Linked DNA regions of Mus musculus: region 2 is linked to region 1. Evidence: chromatin contacts called from public promoter capture Hi-C data. All regions are on one chromosome and are shown on one strand. Each heading gives the region's core, a stretch centred on a gene start, on an enhancer-like site or on the middle of the called end of the contact. The rest is flanking DNA. Distances are from core to core; before and after follow the strand shown. Region 1 holds the start of Kdsr (3-ketodihydrosphingosine reductase). Region 2 holds the start of Serpinb5 (serine (or cysteine) peptidase inhibitor, clade B, member 5).

The links. Capture Hi-C pulls out chosen DNA fragments and counts their contacts.
Region 2: a contact with region 1 is called in a promoter capture Hi-C map of pancreatic islet. The contact joins the promoter of Serpinb5 here to the promoter of Kdsr in region 1. A contact is called at or near these places in 9 of 484 Hi-C or Micro-C datasets (the AML12 cell line, B cells, CD4 T cells and 6 more), 3 of 115 datasets of contacts at active chromatin or transcription factors (embryonic stem cells, memory CD8 T cells and stem cell-derived neural progenitor cells) and 2 of 9 other capture datasets (liver and pancreatic islet).

What each region holds. Positions count from the first base shown.
Region 1 is chr1:106,757,418-106,762,687 of GRCm38.p6, reverse strand. Kdsr (3-ketodihydrosphingosine reductase) reads left to right here and starts at 2,946. Exons shown (of 10, transcript NM_027534.2): 1 at 2,946-3,144. The coding sequence starts at 3,037.
Region 2 is chr1:106,859,123-106,864,392 of GRCm38.p6, reverse strand. It overlaps Serpinb5 (serine (or cysteine) peptidase inhibitor, clade B, member 5), which reads right to left and starts at 3,218. Exons shown (of 7, transcript NM_009257.4): 1 at 3,133-3,218.

The DNA.
Region 1 (5,270 bases), core at 1,697-4,196:
GGAAAGGGAGAGTGAAAGGGATCCATTCTAATTAAAAATGGACTTTAAAAGTCAGTTTATTGAGTAACATACCAAAACCTGCTACACCATATTTTTGAAGAATCATTTTCTAAGTCCCAAAAGACTAATGGGAATGTGTAAGACCAAAGTGGTATAATTCTGCCAGATACTTTGGTCATGTGGTCATGGTGACCTACAACTGGATATAGCAGGAACTTGGTAATGATCAGTATCTTTTGACACTTTTTGAGACAGGGTACCATGTAGCCTAGGCTATCTTGGACTTAAGGTATAGCAGAGAATAACCTTAATGACTGATCCTCCCCTCTTCGCCTCTCAAGTGCTGGGGTTTATGTGTACACCACAGTACCTTACTGGGACACAATATCACAAGGTGTTCTTTGGTGAGATTTACTCTACAGATAGCCAAATATAGAGAAATAGCGTTAAAAGCCTCTGGCTTCCCTGTGGACCCTTCAAGTATTAGAGGTTTGTTTTACTGAAGTGAGCTTTGCCCAAAGGCTAGATGTTATCTACTTATCAGAATTCATTCTTATCCAAGAAGTAAGTTCTTTCTTTGTTTTTGGGAGGCTTAATAGGGATATCTTTGTTTAAGGGAGGCTGGCCAAACAGGACTTTAGGGTGGGGCTGATGATGCCTGCAAGATGAGCAAAGTTATTTAGGACTCCCACTATATTGACTTCTTTCAGTCAAGGCTATATACTTAGATCACAATCAAAATTCTGGACATGGAATGCAGGTGAGTTTCCTTGGCTGCAACACTAAGCACATTGCCATTTATCAGGCCTGCCAGAGCTCATGAGAGCTTCTCTCTGAAAAAGAACAGCAATTAAAAAAGAAAAAAGAAAGAAAAAAAAAGAGTCAAAAGACTGGGTCTCAATGCTAAATTCCAGCTCTATACAGTCCAGTTCATCATCACATGACCTGTCGGAATGATACCACTTTAGGCTCATAGATCCCCCTTGGACTCCACGTCTCAAAGAATGACACTTCAAGAGGGGCTTTAAAAGCAGCACACCAAGTCTATGGGAGGCTACAACAGTAGCTTTGTGTTTGAGCCCTCCCACCTGCCCTGGGCACTGTTTCTTGGTGTACTGATCTGTTTCCTTCCCTGTGATAAACATAATCAGGAGTGTGACAGCTTTTCTGGAGCACTACGAGTCCATCCAACAAACTTCCCTTCAACCAGAGGGGTTGGGAGCCCTTCAACTTCCACCTAGTTTTACAGGTCCTGGGAATTGTTCCCTCACATCTATGAACTAACACTGGGCACAGATCAATAAAAGAAAAAGATTAATTCCTTTTGCTGTTTGTAACCACAACTACATTTCTTTAAATAAAAAAAAAAAAAAGGAAAAATATTTACCAAAAAAACAAAACCCACTATGGAAAGGTTTTAATAATCCTGAGGAAAAGAGTTTTGGAGTAGAGGGTTTGAAAGTCTGGAGTTGACCTAGCTGAGTGAAAAGTTATGCTACTACTTAAGAAAATGGTCTGGCAGAGCCCTTCAAATGCTGTTGCAGAGTGGCTTGAGGGCCAGCGATGAGAGAGCCAAAGCATGCACACTCAAAAGCTTATATGTGAAAGTACATAGATTTGGGATTTAATACCTTACTGTGACACAATAGCACAGGTTGTTCTTTGTTACGATTATAATACAATATGGATAGCCAGCTATATTGAGAAATAGAGTTTAAAATCTCTGGCTACCCAGTGAACCCTCCAAGTGTTGGAGGTTTGTTTTGCTCAAATGAGCTTTGGCCAAAGGCTAGATGTTAGCTTTATATCATCCTAATCCAGAAAGTAAGTTCTTTCTTTGCTTTGGGGAGGTTTAATAGGAATGGCTTTGTTTAAAGGAGGCTGGCCATACATGACCTTACCAAAAATGTATTCAGTGAGTGTGATGGTGAACGCCAAGACATACTAGTAGAGGTCAGAGGACAACCTACCTTGTGGGGCCAGAGGGATCTAGCACAGGACTTAAAGCTTTCTAGCAAAAGACCTTCCTTCCTTTTGGATCCAGTAGCTTTTTTTTTCTTTTGTTATTGTTTTGATCAAAAAGTGATGAGTGAAAAAATAATCTAGCCTACACTAGGATATTATCAACAATAAAAAGAAATTAAATACTGATAGGTACAGTATGGAAGAATCTTAGTATGCTAAGTCAAAGAAGCTAGGCACTGCAGAGGGCATATTATTAGAACTCCACTTGTATGAATAGACAAGTCCAGAGAGCTTTGTGATTGCCTATAACTGCACCATTTAAGAGAAAATGAGCTGGGCGTTGTGGTGCACGCGTTTAATCCCAGCACTCGGGAGGCAGAGGCAGGTGGATTTCTGAGTTCGTGGCCAGCCTGGTCTACAAAGTGAGTTCCAGGACAGCCAGGGCTATACAGAGAGAGAGAGAGAGAAACTGAACTGTGACTGTTAATGACTATAGGGTTGCTGTGTAGGGCGACAAAAGACTGTGGCGATAGTTTAGACACTAAACTAAAACTATTTTAAGTCGGTGGACCAGATGTTGGAATTAAATCTCTACAACGGTGGCTCCCCGCGCCTCCGCGTTTGCATCTGCTTTGGTTACAGGATGTATGTACAGTTTTCAGCGAAATTCAATTATCAGAAATCCAAGTCAACGCTCAAAGCGAAAGGGAGCGGTGACCATTTTCTGAGTGAGCCATAAATACACGAACTGGAATCTGTGATTTCAAAGAAGAATACCAGGACTTAGGCACAGAACAAAATCCGTGGATCCAAAAGCCACCGTTTGCAAGCCTCCCACGACGTTGGCGGGCGGGCCAACGGGGAGGCCAAGTACCCGGAGCCTACGCACGCACAGCCTGCGCAGCCGCAGCCTGAAGCTGAAGGGGGCGCGGGCCCAGGAGCTAGTCCGACAGCGGAGACCGCCCCGCCCAGGCTCCTCCTCTTCCCTTCGCCGCCGTCCCGCCCTCGCTCGCAAACCCAAACACTCCCGGCTGCTGGTGCATGTGATCTCCCAGTAGTCGCTCGGCAGAGATGTTGCTGTTGGCCGCTGCCGGCCTCGTGGCCTTCGTGCTGCTCCTCTACATGGTGTCGCCGCTCATCAGTCCCAAGCCCCTCGCGCTGCCCGGCGCGCACGTAGTGGTGAGTGGCCTCCTGTTGCTGAGCTTGCCCAGGACTGCTTGGCCGGCTTGGGCCAACGAGACCACGGTCCCGGAAAGGAACGGTTGAGTGGGGCGGGTTACCTACTGCCTTAGCCCCGGCATTGCCCTGCCCTGTCGGACCTCAGGAACCCGCCCTCCAAGGCGCCGGGCTACAGGGCAGTGTCGTGGAGAAGGCGCCAGCCTAGTTTCCAGGACTCAGGGGCTCTGCTGCTCGCTGATCCCCGGAGCATCCCTGTCTGCCACTGTTTGGATCTTCAGTTTCCCCAATGAGTCAACAGAGAGACTGAGAAACTTTGCCAAGGACACGGCAGTCGGTGACTAGCAGGATAAGGGCGCAAACCCGGATGGGAGTAGCCACAGCCAGGGAATCCTAAGGAGCCCACAGCAAGGAGGGGGTCTGGGCCTCTGGGGCTGGCCCAGGCAGCTGAGACTGTAGGGTGTCGTGTGCAAGTGACAAAGAGCCCCCAGAGGCTTCTAGGAAGTGATACACCTGAGGGGTGGCCTGGCAGGTTTGGCCAGCAGGCTTGTCTCTGAACTCAGCCAGGGTCTGCTGAGTACTGCTCAAGTGCAGTCCTTTCTGGCGTCAGAAGGAAGAGCTAACCAGCTTGATTAGAAGCTTAAGATGGAAGGAGATATGAGTGGTTTGGTTTGTTAAAGTCCGGAAGCTCGCACGTTCCTATGTGCAGGCTTGGCTATGCCTCCACCCCGCCCCCACAGCTCAGAGCCTCAACTCTGGCATTTCTCCTCGGTGTCCTATATAGACCCAAAACCCGAGGCACAGTGAGGCGAGGAGTTGCGAATAAGGACAGCTAGTATCCAAACCGGCAGCACGAATCTCCTTGGTGCCCTTAGGTGACTTACATGAGTGCATCCAAGTAAGTCCCCACTGCGTTGTTACAGGATAGAGTGGTTATCTTAGTATGATTTATCCCAAACAAGAATTTCTGGATGACAACATGTGTTTCCATTAATTTGTCTTTTGTAAAATTACTGATTTATTCCCAGCTGCTGCTATGCATGATGTGGAAAGAGTTATTAGAAAAAGCCAAAGTTTACAATCATGCCAAGTTGCTAAAGTTTTACATCCACAAAATCGTGACTAAAGCAGTTGAACTTGCCGGCTGAGGAAATGGCTCAGTTGGTAAAGTGCTTGCCGTGCATCATGCCCTGAGTTAGGGTCCCTAGCACCCACATGCTCACTGGGCCTATGCCTCTAACTTCAGCACTGGGGCCACAACCTGTGGATCCCTGGAGCTCACTGGATAGTTTGCCTAGACGCACGAATGATCTTCAGGTTCAGGGAGAAGCCTTGTCGCAAAAATTAAGGTGCAGGGTGACTGAAATGCCAGACACTGCCAGCCTCTGCACAGGTGCACCTACATACACAACGCTGAATCAACTTGTGCTTGTATAGCTCAGCTGTGGGGCAAGGGAGGAGAGCCAAAGTCAGAATGAAAACTAATTCGACAACTACAAGGTACTCACAACTACCCTTGGTACTTGTTCTTGTGTCCCCAGTCCCCGGCTCTTTCACAGAGGAGGTTAGGGCTGTTTCAATAGACGCATTCTTTTTCCCAACATATTTTTATTGATTCTTTGGGAACTTTACATAATGCACTCCAAAACACTCACTTCCCAGCCCTCCCAGGATCCTGCTTTAATACAATAAAAAATAATTACCGCTATGCATGTATGTATGTTTACTGGTATAAACAACATAGCATGGCTTATTCATATGGTGTCCCTATCTGCCTTTTTTAATATCTGAAGAGTAAAATGTGATTTAGTTGTGATCTGGGATCAGGAGAGTGAGCCAAGCTCTTTGTTTTTAGAGCAGTTCACATACGCTGGTGCTGTGGTGTCTGATCACAGCAGCAAAGCTTTGCTGGTCTTCTCATCCAGTAGATGATTGTTCAGTGTCCCTCCTTCTGGATGACTGAGAGTAGTGCTCCTAGCAGCAGGAAAGTTGCTGGTGCCCTTAGTAGGGCCTGTATGCTGCGCTTAAAGAGACAGTATCGTTTAAATGGTATTTGTAGTGATCAGTAACAAGGAGTGGTCAAGGAAGGGAAAGTAAATGGTTATCTTCGGGGCCCTCTGTTTAGATAT
Region 2 (5,270 bases), core at 1,969-4,468, 100 kb before region 1:
ATCTATGACTCAGGAAACATTTTGGGGAGAGGGATAGAAAGATTGTAAGACCCAGAATATGGGGAAGAGTGTTGTGAGTCTTTCCTATGAATGGCCTCATAAGCAGGACCAGAACAATGGAAATATCAATGAACACATTAACATGGAAGGGGGAGAGGGTTTGATGGGCTCAATACCTAGACAAAGAACTATTGACTGCTGGGAGAAGCCCTTTCTAAGGATAATGCCCTTCATTGGCTGTCCAATGCAGAGTGGCCAGCTTTGAAATCATATAGATACTCACAAACAAAACATATTCAGCAGGCTCTATTTAAACATATTTGTATCCACTCACAGAAGCATATATATGATATGAGGGTCTCTATGTGGTCTCTGTGTGTATCTGTGTTCTCTCTCTCTCTCTCTCTCTCTCTCTCTCTCTCTCTCTCTCTGTGTGTGTGTGTGTGTGTGTGTGTGTGTGTGTGTGTGTGTGTGTCTAACAAATGCAATAGAATAAATAGATGCTATCAATTTCACAGTGAGGGCCGTGGGAGGGATTTGAGGGGAAACACCCTGGGAGGGGCTGGGGAAGGATAGAGAGGAGGAAATGATGTTTCAATTAAAAATAAAATGAATGAATGGAGGCACATGCACTAGAAAGAGGGAAGAAAACTCACTTCTCTGAACTGATAGCTTACATAAGGATTTCCCAAGTATTAAGCACCAAGCCAGTAGTCAATCTGGAAACATAAAGGTCCCCATGGGCAGGGTAATTATACATTCCACTTTGCCTGAGACCACCCTAGTTTATGACTGCTGTCCTACATGCCTACAGTTAAATGATATAGGTCCATCCTATCTACAGACTATCTGCCACACTCATCTGATGAGCACACATATGAACTCTCATATACAGAGGTGGGGCGGGGGACTACGTGCTCCCAATGGAGGAACTAGAGAAAGTACCCAAGGAGCTAAAGGGATCTGCAACTCTATAGGTGGAACAACATTATGAACTTACCAGTACCCCGGAGCTCTTGACTCTAGCTGCATATGTATCAAAAGATGGCCTAGTCGGCCATCACTGGAAAGAGAGGCCCATTGGACACGCAAACGTTATATGCTCCAGTACAGGGGAACGCCAGGGCCAAAAGGGGGGAGTGGGTGGGTAGGGGAGTGGGGGTGGGTGGGTATGGGGGACTTTTGGTATAGCATTGGAAATGTAAATGAGCTAAATACCTAATAAAAAATGGAAAAAAAACTAAAATTTGCCAGACCTGATAGTTTATACTATAATACCAAGACCAAGAAGGTTGAGATAGGAGGATTGCCTTGAGTGGTGTGAGTTCAAGACCAGCCTGCCCTACAGAATGCGCTTGTGGCACTACATAGTAAGTTAAGATACTGTCTCAAACACGGTTTGATTTTCAGCATCAGAGTTGTATGGATAGTCTGTAGCCTAGCTTGCCTCATTGTACAGAATGCAGATGATCAAAGGCCTCTCTTAGGTATTTATTTATTTATTTATTTATTTATTTATTTATTTATTCTTTCTTTCACTATTGAATTGAAGATTGAAACTGGAGCTTTATGGCAAGTATTCTACCATGGAGTTATGACCCCAGTCCTTGTATTTAAAACAAACAAACAAAAACAAGTCTTCCTATGTTGTCCAGGCTGGATTTGAACTCTTCCTCTCCCATCTGGACCTTTAACTTGGCCATTCTCCTGCCTCAGCTTCCCAAGAGACTGGGATCCCAAGCATTTGTCACCAGGCCCATCTCCCTTGGAGCTTTGATGTGGCTGATCCTAGGGCAATAATATGACCCAATGCGTAAGAACACAGCCTTTATGCATCACTTTCTGACCCTGGGAGGAGAAAAATTGGTACCAGAATTTTAAATACATAGTCTCATACAGTCTATGCCATCGTGGCAACACCTGGTTCCTTGAAGCTTGAGCTTCACTGCTGACCCACTGGGTTACTGCCAGACAATGCCAGACCAGGCCACACCTAGTTAGCCCAAACTGCTGAGACTGCATGCTCCAAAGTCAACCCCAAACCCGGAGGGACTGAAATGGCACCCTATGAGGCGTGAGGAAGCATGGTACAAAGCCGCTGACTCACTTTCTAGACTCCCTTTTTGCTAGGGTTCCTTTTCTCCACCCATGTCAGAACTCATCCACACTTGCACTTACTTGAAGGTGACTGAAGCATGTAACACAGTTTGGTTAAAGATCCTCTTGGGACAAGGAGGACATGAAAGAAAATGTTTTCAGAACGTGTGTCATGAGAATAGTCTGAAGGCCTCCTTCCGTTTAAGTCACCTCTCCTTCAAGTCATGTGCCACCTTGCCACTGAGCAAACACTGGTCAAGGTCCCCCAGTTCTGAGTTCCAATTTGGGTAAATGAAACAACTTGTATTAAATTAAATTAAACAAATTATATTAACTTATATTAAATGGAGTTTTCAATATGAAATCTTTGAACAATGTCATTAAGCTATTATTGTTATCATTGTTTTATTATCATCATACTTATTATTATTACAACCCATCAGGAAAAGACAATAACCATTACATCTCAAATGTTCAAGATTTATGTTGTGCACAACTTTTTAAAAGTTTGCTGAGCAAGGAGGGCTGATTTCTGCCTAGAACATGGGTGTCAGAAAATGAGCACTGATCTAACGCTTAAAATGACAAGAAGTTCAACCCCTTAATGTCCACTACGAAGGTAAGCCCCTGTTCCTATCTTTTCGACCTTCTCTAGGCTTTCATTACCACACCCTTTCAAAGATTGGCATCTTGAGTACATCCTGGTTCCTACCTCCTCACTGTCCGGCTGTCTTCCCGGAATCACTGCTGTTCCCCCTCACCCCCAACCTCAACCCCCAGCACCATCAGCCAAGCCTCCTGTCCTCTGCCTTCTTCATATTCTGAATGTAGGTGGCGATGTGGTGGTAGTTCCCCCAGAGCCACTTTGGGCACACAAAAACCTTAGGAGCTGGCACCGAGGCTCATCATACTGAAGCCACGCTACCCTTGATAAAACACAACCATTTTCTTCAACATTTGGAGTCAACCCCTTAACTATTATATGACTTGTCCCTGAGAGAGAACTCAACAGCCCTGCGACCTCCCTTTGCTTACCTTGAGTTGCAGGTATCCCGGGAAACAAGATGCAAAAGGGGGGAAAAAGCCGAAGGAGCTCAGAGGCAGTGAAAGCTGTGCTCTCTGCCTGGGGAGCTGTGCTCACCTGTGACCACACCCAGGTCTTCCAGCCTGGCCCCGCCCAGCCTGCGCTGCCTGCACCACCCAACTGCTGAGCTTACTCATGACTCTTGGCAGCCTGTGCAAGATTGGAAGACATGATTCAGGCCCAACTTGCTGCTGCTGTCTGCACTGTTTCTGATGGCCTGCGACAAGCACGGGCAGGAAGGTTCTGTTGGTGGATCCTGCCCTGAGCTAAGCATACGCACGTATAAGCAAATAAAGACAACCAACCCTACCTGCCAAGGCAGAGCCAGAGGGATAAATGGGAGGACATAAGAGAAGAATAGGTGGTGATAGAAAAAAATTACTACAAATTCTAAGTCTGACCTCACATTTTTTTCTGTGTAGAGGGCTAGAGCGCCATCGATCATTCTGATAACATACACAGCATTACAGGCAAAATACACACTACCAAATTGATTAGGAGAGATAGTTTACTAGAATTGCAAGGGTGGGAGTGTCCTAATAGAGAACACAGCTTTGTCCTGAAACATTTTCGGAGAGTCTGATTTAACAATTCCAGGACTCCTGCAGCTCCTCAATCAGCAGTGAGATCTGTTTTGTTTGTTTGTTTGTTTGTTTGTTTGTTTTGTTTTGCTTTGCTTTGTTTTGTTTTGTTTTCCTGTCCTGTTGTCAGGGAAGCTCCTGAAAGTGAGCCAGTGTGTTTTCCAATGCAAACATCCTTGTTGTTCATGTGCTAGTTCGTTTCATCATCACTTTTAACTTCAGCATCCTCCACACTGACTACTAGAATTTGAAAGATAAGAACCAGCCCCACTCATTTCTTAACAGCCCTCCTTGATATCCCCATGACTTACTACAGCCAATGGGTGCTTGACTCAGTGAATGAAAGGTAGACAGCTTCTCCTTCTCCCGTCCTGAGTCCTATTAGCCAAGACCAAACTCATTAAATAAATAAATAAATAAATAAATAAATTCAACTCTGAAAGGAGCATTTCAGGCATCAATGGGCCACGTGAAGCAAGATCATGAAGATAGGGATATGGACTATGCAGTTCATAAGATACCGGTATCTAGCTGAAGTGAAGGAAGCATAGGTTTGAGTGTAGTCTTAAGTTTGCAAACTGTTCCTACCACTTACTGTTGGAGAAATCCTAAACAACATGCTTAATCTCTCTCCACCTCGATTCTTCACAGTTGTGAGGTGAAATGTGTATGCACATATATGACAGCAGTTAATAGCACTTTCCCTAGTCCTCAAAAAAGCTCAGGGAACAATCACAAAAGGCTGGACTGGGGTATTAACATCTAATTCATCACAACTATTCGCTCTGCACTGGGCTCCTCCCTGATTGTCACTGTGATCCAGAGACCTCCAGAGATCTTAAAACTTAACTCTTAGTGACTGCTCAACTCTCCCTTTTTCATGTTTTAATTTCCTCTGCTACATTCTTGTTCATTCTTTGCCCATTCTGGAGAGATGGTAGTAGTTCAGCAACCCCTAAGGATCCCAAACAAAGCATGATTCTGATTGTTCGACAGTTAGAGGCACCACATACTTAGGAACATGTCATGTTCCCTCTTCCTGGAGGTCTTACAAGTAACAAAGTAGGAAGTAAATATATAAATTAATTAAAGTACTTGATCTTGCATAATAAGAGACATAAGATTGGTGTGGGACTACATACACAAATGTAGTCCAGAGACGAGTACAAGCCTTTCAGCCTTTGAGTGCTCAGGACGCATAGTTGTGATGAATTAGAGTGCTCAGGAGGCATGAGGACATGGTCCTTGGACATCAGAGGATCAAGCAGGCCTAGAAACAAAGAATGAGAAGTGAAAACTGCAAACAACAAATTAGAGAAATATGGCAGCAAATGGCTAAATAGAGCTTTTCCTCACAAAAGCCCTCACTGGTGAAGTATCTCCGGACAATGTACCCAAGTGTCTATGCCTTCTATTTGAAGTCAATGTTGAGTGTAACATCTCTGACAAAAGCAGTTACTGATGGAAGACAAAGTGATTCCCCTTCATAGTTAGGGGAAATAAAATTT